Linked DNA regions of Mus musculus: regions 1 and 3 are each linked to region 2. Evidence: chromatin contacts called from public promoter capture Hi-C data. All regions are on one chromosome and are shown on one strand. The core of a region is the stretch at or near the end of the contact, and the rest is flanking DNA. Distances in the headings are between cores, read along the strand shown.

What was found. Promoter capture Hi-C pulls out the DNA fragments that hold promoters and counts their contacts.
Region 1: a promoter capture Hi-C map of embryonic stem cells shows a contact between it and region 2, with 2.1 times the contacts expected there. The contact joins the promoter of Fam20b here to the promoter of Fam163a in region 2. A contact is called at or near these places in 2 of 39 promoter capture datasets (the HPC-7 cell line and embryonic stem cells).
Region 3: a contact with region 2 is called in a promoter capture Hi-C map of embryonic stem cells, with 4 times the contacts expected there. The contact joins the promoter of Acbd6 here to the promoter of Fam163a in region 2.

The regions. Positions count from the first base shown.
Region 1 is chr1:156,717,026-156,720,994 of GRCm38.p6, reverse strand. It overlaps Fam20b (family with sequence similarity 20, member B), which reads left to right and starts at 2,085. Exons shown (of 8, transcript NM_145413.4): 1 at 2,085-2,129.
Region 2 is chr1:156,203,701-156,207,669 of GRCm38.p6, reverse strand. Fam163a (family with sequence similarity 163, member A) reads left to right here and starts at 2,644. Exons shown (of 5, transcript NM_177838.3): 1 at 2,644-2,840.
Region 3 is chr1:155,556,295-155,560,222 of GRCm38.p6, reverse strand. Acbd6 (acyl-Coenzyme A binding domain containing 6) reads right to left here and starts at 2,103. Exons shown (of 8, transcript NM_028250.3): 1 at 1,364-2,103. The coding sequence starts at 1,585.

The DNA.
Region 1 (3,969 bases), core at 836-3,335, 510 kb before region 2:
GTCTGATGCCTGCCACTTGACATGCATTCGACAGTCAAATGAATGAGTGAACGCACCTACCCTGGGTTATCTGCCCAGGATATCGGTTATAACTTCTCATAACACCGCACAACTTTGAGTTCATATTGTTAATCTTCATTCCCATCCAGACTTTGCTCACCCCCATCCTTCCTCCCTCATACCAGTCCACACTCTTCTCAGACTCAGAATCTGTGTTGCATAATTTAGGTGTCCTGTCCTCCTCGCAGGGACGTCCTGTGTCCTAATCACTCATGCTCCTTACTTAAATGACCACATCCCTTACAACACTGAGAATATATTGACTATAAGTGATGTCATGAGCCTGAGGGGCAAAAACTGACATCATGGAGTGTCAGGCCCTGTGTAATATGCACCTGACTGGATTGCCTCCATGGACCAAAAACCCTCTTTCTCTGAGAATCCTTCAACACAGATGGGTGTCATCTCCCCCAAGGCAGGTTTCAGGATGAGCAATGACAGGAGCAGGGTCCTTCTTCAGTGTCAATGGAATGACAGAGAAGACGGAGCACTGTTAGTCACACAGTCTCAAAGAAAGTGTTGGCTTCCTCTTTTGCCTCATGGTTTTCTGGCCCAGAAGAGCTGGCTGCAAGCAGACCCATGTGCCTGTTAAGAAATAAGGCAGACTCTCATCACCATCCAGCCAATTTTCCCAAGAATTGTGCTTTCCATTGTCGGATAATGGCCTCAACCCTTTTCAACTCTATCCAGTAAAAGCTGACACAGGGCTGTCTACGCTGCCCTTTGTACGCCTTGCAGTGATGAGTGCTTCCAGCAGTGATTAAAGCTGCTTTCCCTCACTAAGTCTTCTGGGGTAGGGTGTCAAGTCCAATAGTTTCTCTGGGTGTCCTGATCGAAAGTGCTACACACACACACACACACATTAAACTAACTTCACACAATAATTGTATTTTCTCCACACATTTACTATTTAAATCTCACCACAATCCTGTCAAGTAGGTACTGTGTTTAACTTCCATTTCCCAAGGAGCCTTATACTCAGAGGCACTACATGACATGCCCAGTGGCATACAGTGGGGGGTGGGAGGGAGGGAGAGAGAGAGGGAGAGAGAGAGAGATCGTTTCTTTCCCTCTTGAAAGAAATTCCTGCTTAGTCCCCAAACTCCCCCCCCCCCCGCACAAATCATATCCAATGTAGAACGTACACCATAATATTTTAGGGTCAAACAGACTACATGGAAGCTGTCTATATGGTGAATAAACGTATGCATTATACAGTAGCTACTGTGTGTGGAGTGGACACACGTTAAGGGGAGGAGCAGCTCATTGACTCTTCAGGAGCCTAGTGGGTGAGTGCAGGGCACTGGAAACCAAGTCGCGCTGGATTTGCCCTCTTAGGGCTTACAGTCCATTGCAAGGCACAAACATTAAAAAAAAAAAAGCTATTATAATAAAATAAACAGGATTTTGTTAAGAGCTACTGAAAAGGTACAGTAGGGGAGCTCTGCTCTGGGCCAAAGCTGGAGCGATTTCCAAGGTGGGAAGTCTGGCCTCTTTTGGTCAGGGAAGGGCACTTTGGGGCAGAATCTCCAAGGAGAAGTCAAGGCAGAGCGAAAGAAAGAAGAAATTATCTCTTCAGAATAGGACTTCACCTAGATGACTGCAGGAAAGAAATTGTGAAGGTAAGAGAGAAGCCAGAAGCTAGTTTATGTAAACAGGCTTGGAGAAATCCGCCGACGGTGTCTGCGGAGCCCAGCGCTGCAGGAATGAGGGTGAAAGGGTTAAAGGGGGCGGTCCGGAGCTGCCCGGTAGTCCCGCCTACCCGCAACGGGGGCGGAGCTGCGCCGGGTGCGCACTGGGATTGGCTGCAGGGAGGGCGTTCCGCTAGGACCGTACCAACAGCCAGGCAGCGCGGAGGCGGGGGTGGGTGTGGAGCGGCCGGCTCCGCGGGGAGCGGCGACCGGGGAATGGCCGGGCCGGCGGTGGGCGGGAGCCGCAGTGGTGGCGGCGGCGGCCCGGGGCGGTGAGTGCGGCGTGGGGCTGCCCCTCCCCGGAGGCGGCGGGGGCGGCCGGGGCCGCGCCTCACCGCACCGCGCGGGCGGCTATGGAGCGAGCCTGAGGCCCGCCAGGTGAGTGGCGCGGTTGGAGAGGGCGCGCGACCCCTCGCCCGGGAACGACGGGAAGGAGGGAGGGAGGGAGGGAAAGCGCGGGCGGCGGGGGGCGGGGCACCTCCCTCAGGGGCCGGATGCGGGGCTGCGGGCGATCGGGAGTCCTTGCGGTGACCGGTGCTCGCTGCTAAGGACGGTCCCCAGAGGCTCCTGGCCCTGGTGTCGCCCTTCTGTCACACGAAGCCGGTGTCGGCGGCCCGGCGGGCAGCGCGCTCTAGCTCGGTCCCTACGCCGCCCTCCTGGTGGCCGAGGAGCGCGCTCTCGCTGAGCCCCTACGGGGCCCGCTTGGTGGTCGGGGAGCGCGAGTGACCTGCAGGCCCTGGGCCGGAGAGGGCAGCGGTGTCCTGCGGTCGTGCGCTCAGAGCGCCAAGGGGCACAACTTAGGATGAGACTGTGCAGAGTGGGCTGCGCTGGCGGTTTCATTTCCGGGTGTGATGGCCCGGCGATTAAGAGCGAGCCCAGACGTTGCCTTGAAGATGAATGCGAACGTTGTCAAGCTGTGTCCTTGATTGTGGAGTCTGATAAGACATTCTTTTTAATCTGGAGTCAGTGATCTGTCAGGCTCCTGATAAAAACGAAGAAAAGGGGGGGGGGAACAACAGGGCGTGGATGGTCCTTATACAATTACTTCGTTTAAAGACTTATGTCTCCAGTAGGATGGGTAAGGCGTTTACAATTTGGGAAAAGGATATGTTTAACACTGTCACTTGGATCTAGGGCCAGGTGTGAGGGTCATCTCTACTCAGCCAGGTTCCCTCCGGAGATTTGATAGCTCACGTTGGAAGAAAGAAATAATGCGATCTTTTCACGATTGAGGTCTACGGCTTTATAATACAACCGAGAATCCGGAAAGTCAAGATTGTCAATAATTAACCATGCCTACATTGCTTGGGTTGTAATTTCACATTGAGCTCAATGTGCTTGCCATTCCCTGAATTTATGCAAGCCGGGTGAGCAAGCTGAAAGCACTTGTGCATGTTATCGTCCTGAGAAACAGGTTCAGGCATTAAAGATGCTAAATTATTTGCATAGGCTCTAAATCAATTTAGGGCAAATTTAAAATTATTGTATTAAATTAATAACTTTCTTAAAGTTTGTGAAGATGTTGGGTTTTGTGTCCCAGAACTGTTACCTGAAAACAAGATGCGGGTTCACATTAGAAAATACTTATCACAGGAGAACAGTGTGGGGTGGGGGTGAGGGAGGGGGAGGGGGGATTAGTCGTCCCCTTTAATCCCACCATTCCTGAGGCAGAGGCAGGCATATATCTGCGGTCTAGGATAGGCTACATAGTAAGACCCTTCCTCAAAAGCCAACAAATCGAGGAAAATAAAAGGTACTGTGCGTAAGTCTAGCCTCAGTCATAATAAAGAACATATAAAAATAATGAAGGGAAAAGATAATTTTAAAAAAAAATAAGACTGGCCGGGTGATGACACAGCGCATGCCTTGAACCCCAGCCTTTGGGAGGCAGAGGCAGGCAGATCTCCGCATTCCAGGCCAGCCTGGTCTACTACAGAGTGAGTTCCATGACAGCCAGGGCTGTCTTGAAAACAAACAAAAACCTGGAATTTACAGCTTTCCTTGTGACCATGGGGTTGATTTGCTCTGTTTCCTTAGGACTAGTGAGAAAATAGGTACTTTTCATTTTTAAAGCACAGGCCTTGCTTTTTAAAATATATTTTGAACCAAAGTATACTTTGGAAAAAAGCAAGTCACAGATTTTTATTTTTCATAATTTTTTATGTCATAGACTTATTTTGTGCTGTTGATGATTATTTACTTTAGTCCCTTCTGTCTC
Region 2 (3,969 bases), core at 1,395-3,894:
ACTTAGGTTCAGGCACAATTCAGTCTGCGAACGTTTATGGCAACTTCATTTGTAGTTTCCCCAAAATGCAAACGCAAACCGCAACTATGTCTTCCACTGAGAGACCAGCTTAGCAAGTCATGGCAGGCATACGTGGGTAGTAGAGTACTGCTCAGTAATAGAAAGAAAATGCTGACATGTGAGACAGTATGGAGGACTCTCCAGAGGATGACTAAGTGGCTTCTCCAATAAAGGATTCCTAAAATCCCAATTTCTGGACACAAAAACCAATATTGTAAATGGTTTCTAGAGCTTAGAGAGAGGAGAGGCTCAGAGGGGAAGTAAGTTTGTCTACAAAAGAGGGACTTGTGTTGCTGAGACATGTTTTGTACCTTGACTGTGTTGGTGACAGTGTTCACCTTGAAATCTTGAAGCTATAATTCTCAAGATGTTAGCAATATGGGAAACCAGGTGAAGGGTGTGTGGATGCTTAAAAAAAATTTTGTGTGTTATTTGTTAGTAGTGCTATTCTTTGGAGATAGGGTTTGTATAGCCCAGGTTGGCCTCAAACTCAATATGTAATAAAGGACCTTGAACTCTTGGTTGGTTCCCTCTTCTCTACCCCTCGAATGCTGGGGGTTATACCATGCACTGGTATAGTGGTTTATACTGTGTTGGGGTAGGAACCCAGAGCTTTGCACATTCCAAGAAGATATTCTGTCAACTGAGCCACATCCCTAACCTTCTTTGTATGGTTTCTCAAAACCACCTGTGAGGGCTAGAGAGCTAGCTCAGCAGCTGAGAGTGCATACTGCTTTTCCAAAGGACAGGAGTACGATTCCCAGCATCTACATTAAGCAGTTCACCATCTCCCGTAACACCATCTAGAAACAGCCCAAATGTCAAAAACACAGAACTGAATTGTGATGAAGGGATACTAAATAGTATGAAAAACGAGCAAACAACCACATGTGACAAAAGAGGCAGTTCCCACAAACGTTCAAATAAAAGCACAGAGACAAAAACGGAGTGCTTGCTGTGCTATTCTGTGTAGAGGAAGCTTTAAAGCAAGCCAAAGTGCTGATGGTATCCACAGATGCGTCACAAATAGACAAAACTCTAAAGGCACACGAGGATGTGATACAGCTAGGATGGTGGCTACTGTGGGACCAGGGACTTGGGAAGTGGGAGAGGTAGTGGAGTGACTTTGGGTTCTGGCACTAACTGGAATGGTAATTACATAGATGTTTGACTTTAATGAGCCATTAGCCTGTGCACATACTTGTCTTGTTTTACTGTTTAAAGGTCTGTGATAAAATTGCAGGATTCTCATACTGTGTTCTTTTGCCTTCAAAAAGGAGATGAGAAAGATGTGCTGGTGTGAGATTCCACTGTGGTGAGAAAAGGTGGTACACAGAGGAAATGTGGGCTGCATATTTAAAACCTGTGAAGAGAAAGTAATGAGGTTCTGAACTACAGAAGTTCCCCTGCAGGGGCGGGGTGGAGGGGGAATGAGATGAGTAGTCTACCCTGGTGACATCTTTCTTATTCCTTGATCGGATCACACTGGGGACCTATCATGTCTCGTGTTTGGAATTTCATTTTGGTTTCTCAAATCTGCGGTCTTTCCCTCGAACCACTCAGACTATGCAGGATGTGAAGAAGAAAACATCCTGACTGTAGTGGGGGAAAAAGCCGAGCTTATCCTGCAGGACCCAGCTTCTCCTTCCTCTGAATCGTCAGGGTTTGTGAAACAAGCCTGTGAAGTGGGTAGGATTCTGAGAAAGGAATTCTGGCCTGAGAAGCTTTGGCTAGGCTAACTTCCTTCCCTCTCCTCCTGTCCTGTTCTCCAAGGAAACCTTCCAACGACTACCAGCACAATTTTCCTGTTTGGGGTACAGTTCACAGGCACCTCTCAGTTGTAAAGCACTTGTTGCCAAGTCTGACCACCTGAGTTTAATCCCTGGGACCCACAGGGTGTAAGGAAAGAACTGATTCCAGCAAGGCTATAGTATGGACATCTACATATACATGCATGCATGCATGCATACATACATACATACATACATACATACATACATACATGTAAAAAAATTAAGGAGACATCAGTAAAGAAATCCCTATCATCACTAACGTTCCTCTTGTCTCTTTCCTGACAGATCTGACACGCACATACTCTAACTCTGCCCCCTCCACGAGGGACCTCAGCTGTCACTAGACTCCCTGGCCTAGATGTGCCTTGAAGGTAGCTGTTGAGGTGATCCCCCTTCAGTGGACAGCTACGCACTCTGGCGCCTAAACTCTCTTTCGAGATTTTCCATTCTGGACCCCGTCTGCAGCTCCCTAAGTCCCCACTACTGAGTCATCCCTGGAGAGCCCCGACTGCTGGGCTCTGTGTTTCTTGGGCTAAAAGGCTGCGAACCTGAGTGAGAGATTTTTCTGGACCATCACTCCAGCTGACCCATCACCCCACTAAGAGCAATCCTCCTTGCGGGTTGGGGATTCTCTCAGGACACCCTCTAGCTCCTATCACCTGCCCCCATCCTCGGCCACCTGGAGGAGCCAGGAGATTCAAGGTTGGGTACCCAGCCAGTGCTCTCAGAGCCGGGGCGGGCAGAGCAGCCTCACGTGGGCCGGCAGGGCCACCGGCGCTGGGAGGAAGGCGCGCAGAGTCCAGGGCAGCGCTGAGTGGGAGCCACGGCAAGAGCCACGGCGGAGAGAAGCCCGGACCCGGGGACCCAGGAGGCAATTTCCTACGCAGAGGGAGTGAGGCGGCGCGGCGGAGCAGCAGACGGATCTCTGGGCTCGGTGCGTGGATGTGCCCGGCGCTAGAGCGCTGTCGGGGGCGCCTGAACACCTAGGTAAGCGCGCCCCGGCGCCGCCTTGCGCAGAGCACCCGCCTTAACCGGGCTCCGCGTCCTGGCTCCCGCAGCAGCTCCTAGAGGCGCTGGTGGGAGGCTGCGGGCTGCCGGCCCCTGGAGCCCCTCGCTTCCACCGGTCCTCACCGATCAGCCCCTCACCACTTTCCCTGCTCCGGCCTTCTTTCATGGGGATGCGGAGGCTGAGCCTTGGTGCTGGCGACACTCTGGGACCCTAGGAGACCACTCGCAGGGCAAGCGACACTGGATGTCCCCCCCACCCCGATCTCCTAGGCAATGGGTGGGTGCGGGGGGTTGGAGAGCGCTGCCCTGCTCATGGGCAGCCGTCGGTTGATGCCTCCAGGTTCCAGCAGGCTTGCTAGAGATTTTCCTGAAGTTTTACGAAATAATGAGGGCAGAGGTGCTTCAAGGGGCGGGATGTGTGGGCACAACAACGGGAGGGAGTTCGAGGACAGTTGTCTTTGCCAGAGACTCCGGGTCCAGGGCAGCCGGAGGTTCCTGGCTGTTTAGAGGTCCAGCTCCCTGCCAGGTTCATTGCCTGCTTGCTTCTGGACCCCCGGAACCATCTCTTGTATCTGCATCCCTGACCCTGTGTCAGTCGCAAGGAAGCTTCAGCTAGTGGCATTAAGGCTTGACCCAAATAGAGACCAGGGACCAAGGGACAAAGTCTTGGAGTCTGCTGCTGGGTCCTGGTCACCCCAAGCTTTACTGCTAATGTTGGTGCTCTACAAGACTCCCTAGAAGGGTGGTGTCCTCAGAGCTCTGAGACCCAGAAGACAAAGAAGAAAAGCCGGAAAGAAACATAAGAACTATCAGCTCCCAGGGCTATTCATCCCCTTTGATTGTGACTGGGGAGTGGGGGAGGGCATTGTTTTTGTTTGTTTTGGTGTTTGGTCTCGCCAGGACATTCCTTTTCTCTGCGTGGACCTGTGGGGCCCTGGACATTTGTGCTTCTTAACAGGTTTGATGTGGCAGGTAACCAATTCAGACCCATTCTCTAGGTTTTCCATTCTGTGAGGACAGCAGACCCTCTCCTCGTTCAGGACCACATTACTGGCCTGACTGTAGGAGAACAGGAACTGGGGGTCTTTCAAGTAGGCTGAGGGGTTCC
Region 3 (3,928 bases), core at 854-3,353, 650 kb after region 2:
TGCCTTTGCTTCCCCAAGCCGCTGGGGTGAAGGGTATGTGCCAGCATACCTGGCATCACACAAAATCCTTGCACAGGGATATCTCTCAGTCCACATCATTACTAGCATGTGCTCATAATAACCATCAGTCCTGTAAGAAGACGTCCTCTACCCAGAATCTCAAGTTCAAGACTACAGGACAGTTCAGTGTGTAGCCAACCGTGCTTGCTACCAAGCCTGACAACCTTAGCTGAATCCCTAGGACCCACATGGTTAAAGGAGAGAGCCAACTCCTGCAAGTTGTCCTCTGACCTACACTGACACACACAAACTCAATAAAAACATAATTAGAAATACAGGAGGGTTCTCATGACTACCTTAAAAAAAAAAGAGTTCAGGAGAAATATATGTAACTATACCATAAGCATTTTTTTATTCTAATAAAATAAAAGAGACTACTATCCAGAACGTCATTTCTTTCAAAGTTCCAAAGAGCTGGGGTTTTCCTATTTTCCTAATCATCGATTTTCTTTTCACATTTGCATCTAGATTCCTTAACTAATCCTGTAAGCTTCTTAAAGGCAGTGTCATGATGTTCTTTCATCTTTGCATTCTCTATAGACAGAACACCCAGTGTTCTGCTGAACTGTATCTGTCCACTGAAGGAAGGCAATAGTCTTTCCTTCTGGTACCTAACCTTGAAAGATAAATTAGTCTTATGTTTATAACTCAAACCTGTCCTTACTTTATCGGGTAAAATTCAGTTTTAGAGACAAAAACTACACTTTAATTCTGATATATCCATGTAACTTTCTAAACTGCCTACTCCCCTGGGTTTTCTATTTGGAAATGAAAGTGATTCAGGAAGCTGAGTGGAGAGTTAGTTCATCACCAGACCTCCATGTTACCTGCATGGAGCCCTTAATTTTAAAAATGTGGAGGGACTATATCTAGCAGGACCAAATTCAGCCAAAAACATAACAACTATATTTAGAGTTCCTAAGAATCATAATAGTAATATTGTTAGCATCTTATACACAGTAATGTTCTCTTAAATTTCAAACTTATTATTAACATTACCATGTTTCCTATCACATGTCCTTCTGGCAACAGCGAATGCCAAATTTTATTTTATCATCCTCATTTTGTAAAGGTTCAGAGGCAAGGCCACTGAAACATTGTCATTCAGTGCCCGGCTACATAAATATTCGTTGGATATCAGAGAGATTATTCCATGTCCAGAATGATGCTATTCTCCAGGGTAAAAAACAAAAACAACAAACACACACATACAAACTTCATTACGCTCGACCATTAGCCACGCAATCTGCTACTAAGTTTTTGGAGGAAACAGCCCACGTCCTCTCATCCACCCATCTTTTACCTGCTTGAACCTGGCATACAGGTACAGGAGCTGCTCCCGGCTGGCTACCTGAACCAGGCCTTGGACGTGTGCGGCAGCCTTCTCAAACAGCTCGGCCAAACTCCGGGTCCCCTCGGCCTCGGGGGTCTGGAAGGATTCCATATCACCAGAGTCGTCCCCGGAGCTCAGTTCCCCACCGCTGTCGCCTGTGGTGGCCCCCGAGGGTAGGAACGGTGTGGCCATGTTCACTAGCTCGCTGTGGCCGGTCCTCCCCGGTGTGGCGCGGGTTCCCGGGCCTGATCCACCGGTCCGGGTGCGGAGCTCGAGCGGGAGTGGGAACGCAGTGAGCTGTCTGGCGGTCTCAGGTGATTCTGCCACTCCGCCTACCCGGGCGCACAGGACCGCCCCGTCCTCCCCCGGTTTCCCCTCGGGCTTCGCCCGGGTCGCTCCAACGGTGCGGGGTCTGGAGGCCGCTCGGCTGGAAGATGAGGGGAAGCCGGCGGCGCGGCGCGTGCGGCTGGGACGGGAGCTGGGAGGTGAAGCGGGGCGCGAGCTCGGCGGGTCGGACGCGCACCCGGGCACGCGCCGGTGGATACGGGGCCCCGCCTGCTCCGCTAGCGTGGGTTGCGGCGGCCGCGGTGCGGGATGGAGATACGGGCCTCGGTGACAGACAGGGGACGTCGCTCGTGGTTTTGGGGGGGACTTCGGAGTCACAAACTCCGGAACTCACCCGGATAGGGCCCCCAGGGGAAAGGGAAGGAGGCGGTCCATTAGTGTAGCTGCTAGAGTAGAGTCGCGGGAAACAGAGAGCTGAGGACAAAGGTTCCGCCGTTTCCTAACCACCCACTCTGACTTAAAATAGCGAGTCACCAACAGATGGAAACCTTCCTTCACTGCCCCACCGTGTGTCTAAATGGTTAGATGACTCTCTCCCATCAGTGTTTTGTTTTCCAAACTTGCTGCCCCCTCATTTCCCAGCGCTTTGAGAGAAGGCATCACCAGGCCCCCAAACCTGCATCATCTCATCTCAGTTGTGCCTCACCAGGCCCCCAAACCTGCATCGTCTCATCTCAGTTGTGCCTGTGCTTCTTGAAGTGAAACCCAGTTCTATAGCTCTGCCGGAAAGGAACAGATCTTTCCACGTCCAGCACACTGTCAAAAAGAAAAAGTGTATGCATACACAAAGTTCATTACGTCTACACGCAGACCGTGTACATTTGCTATCAGTTTTTACGAAAAGCACGTTTTGGTACTCTCTCCTGCAGGAATTTGAGAACCCCAATGTGGAATGTCGCTTGAAGAAACTGCTCTCAGTTTTTGGGGTGTCTCACATCAACTGTGTGTGTGTGTGTGTGTGTGTGTGTGTGTGTGTGTGTGTGTGTGTGTGTGTGTGTGTTGTTACTAGTAGTACTAGTAGTGGTGCTAGTAGTAGTAGTAGCTTTCACCAACCCAAAAGCTAAGAATGTCGTCAACTATCTTCTTGGGCCTGTAGGAAAGTTTTCCCCGTCTCAGTGTTACTGCTTCTCTGTGTACCCGCCAATGTATTTTTAGTTTGCTTTGATTTATGACTTTCTTTGTTCTGTAAAACTATGAAACTGTTTCCACATTGGAACTTGGAATTTGGGGTAACCTAAATTTGTAGTCACTCGAAGTGACTCCAGAATAAACTATTATTTATCTTTAAGATGAGTGTGGTGATTTGAGTAAGAGTGGCCCCAATAGGCTCATATACTCGAACGCGTGGTTATCGGGAAGTGGTACTACTTGTGAAAGATTAGGAGATAGGGCCTTGTTGGAGGAAGTGTGTCAATGAGCTTTCAAAAGCTCAACCCAAACCCAGTGGCTCACTCTTCCTGCTCCCTGTAGATCTGAGATGTACACCTCTCAGCTGCCTCTCCAGCACCACGTCTGCCTTCGTGCTGCCATACTTCCACCATGATGAAAATGGACTAACCCGCTGAAACTGTAAGCCAGCCCCAATTAAATGCTTTCTTTAATAAGAGTTGTGGTCATGATGTCTCTTCACAGCAATAGAAACCCTAACTAAGATAATGAGGGATGTGATTTTGGTATCAGCAGTGGCTAGTATGTTCTAAATATGGTAGAGACACACACTCATGTGTAGTCATTTATCACTAGTAGCTTAAAACTAATAAAAACACTAATAAACATAAGGCTAATAACAAAGAACTACAAAGAATGGTTATTGATTGACCATTTAGGATTAAACTTTCAACAGAACTTTGAACAGGATAAGTGAACAATGAGAAACAGGAAGAAGTTAAATGGCTTGGGTCTGACTTTCACGAACATTCTTTGAGAATAGAGAATGTTTCCACTATTAGTCCCTCCACAAAAGGAAAAACAAGGACAAATGCACACCTTATAACATGCATAGTGGTTTGAATAAAACTGGCCCCCATAGGCCGGTAGAGAATGGCACTATTACGAGGTGTGGCCTTGTTGAAGTGGGTGTGGCCTTGGGTGGGTGTGGCCTTGTTGGAGGACATATGTCATGGGGTGGGGGAGTGGGAGAGTTGTGGGGTAAGGGGTGGGCTTTGAGGTTTCAGAAGTTCAAGCCAGGTC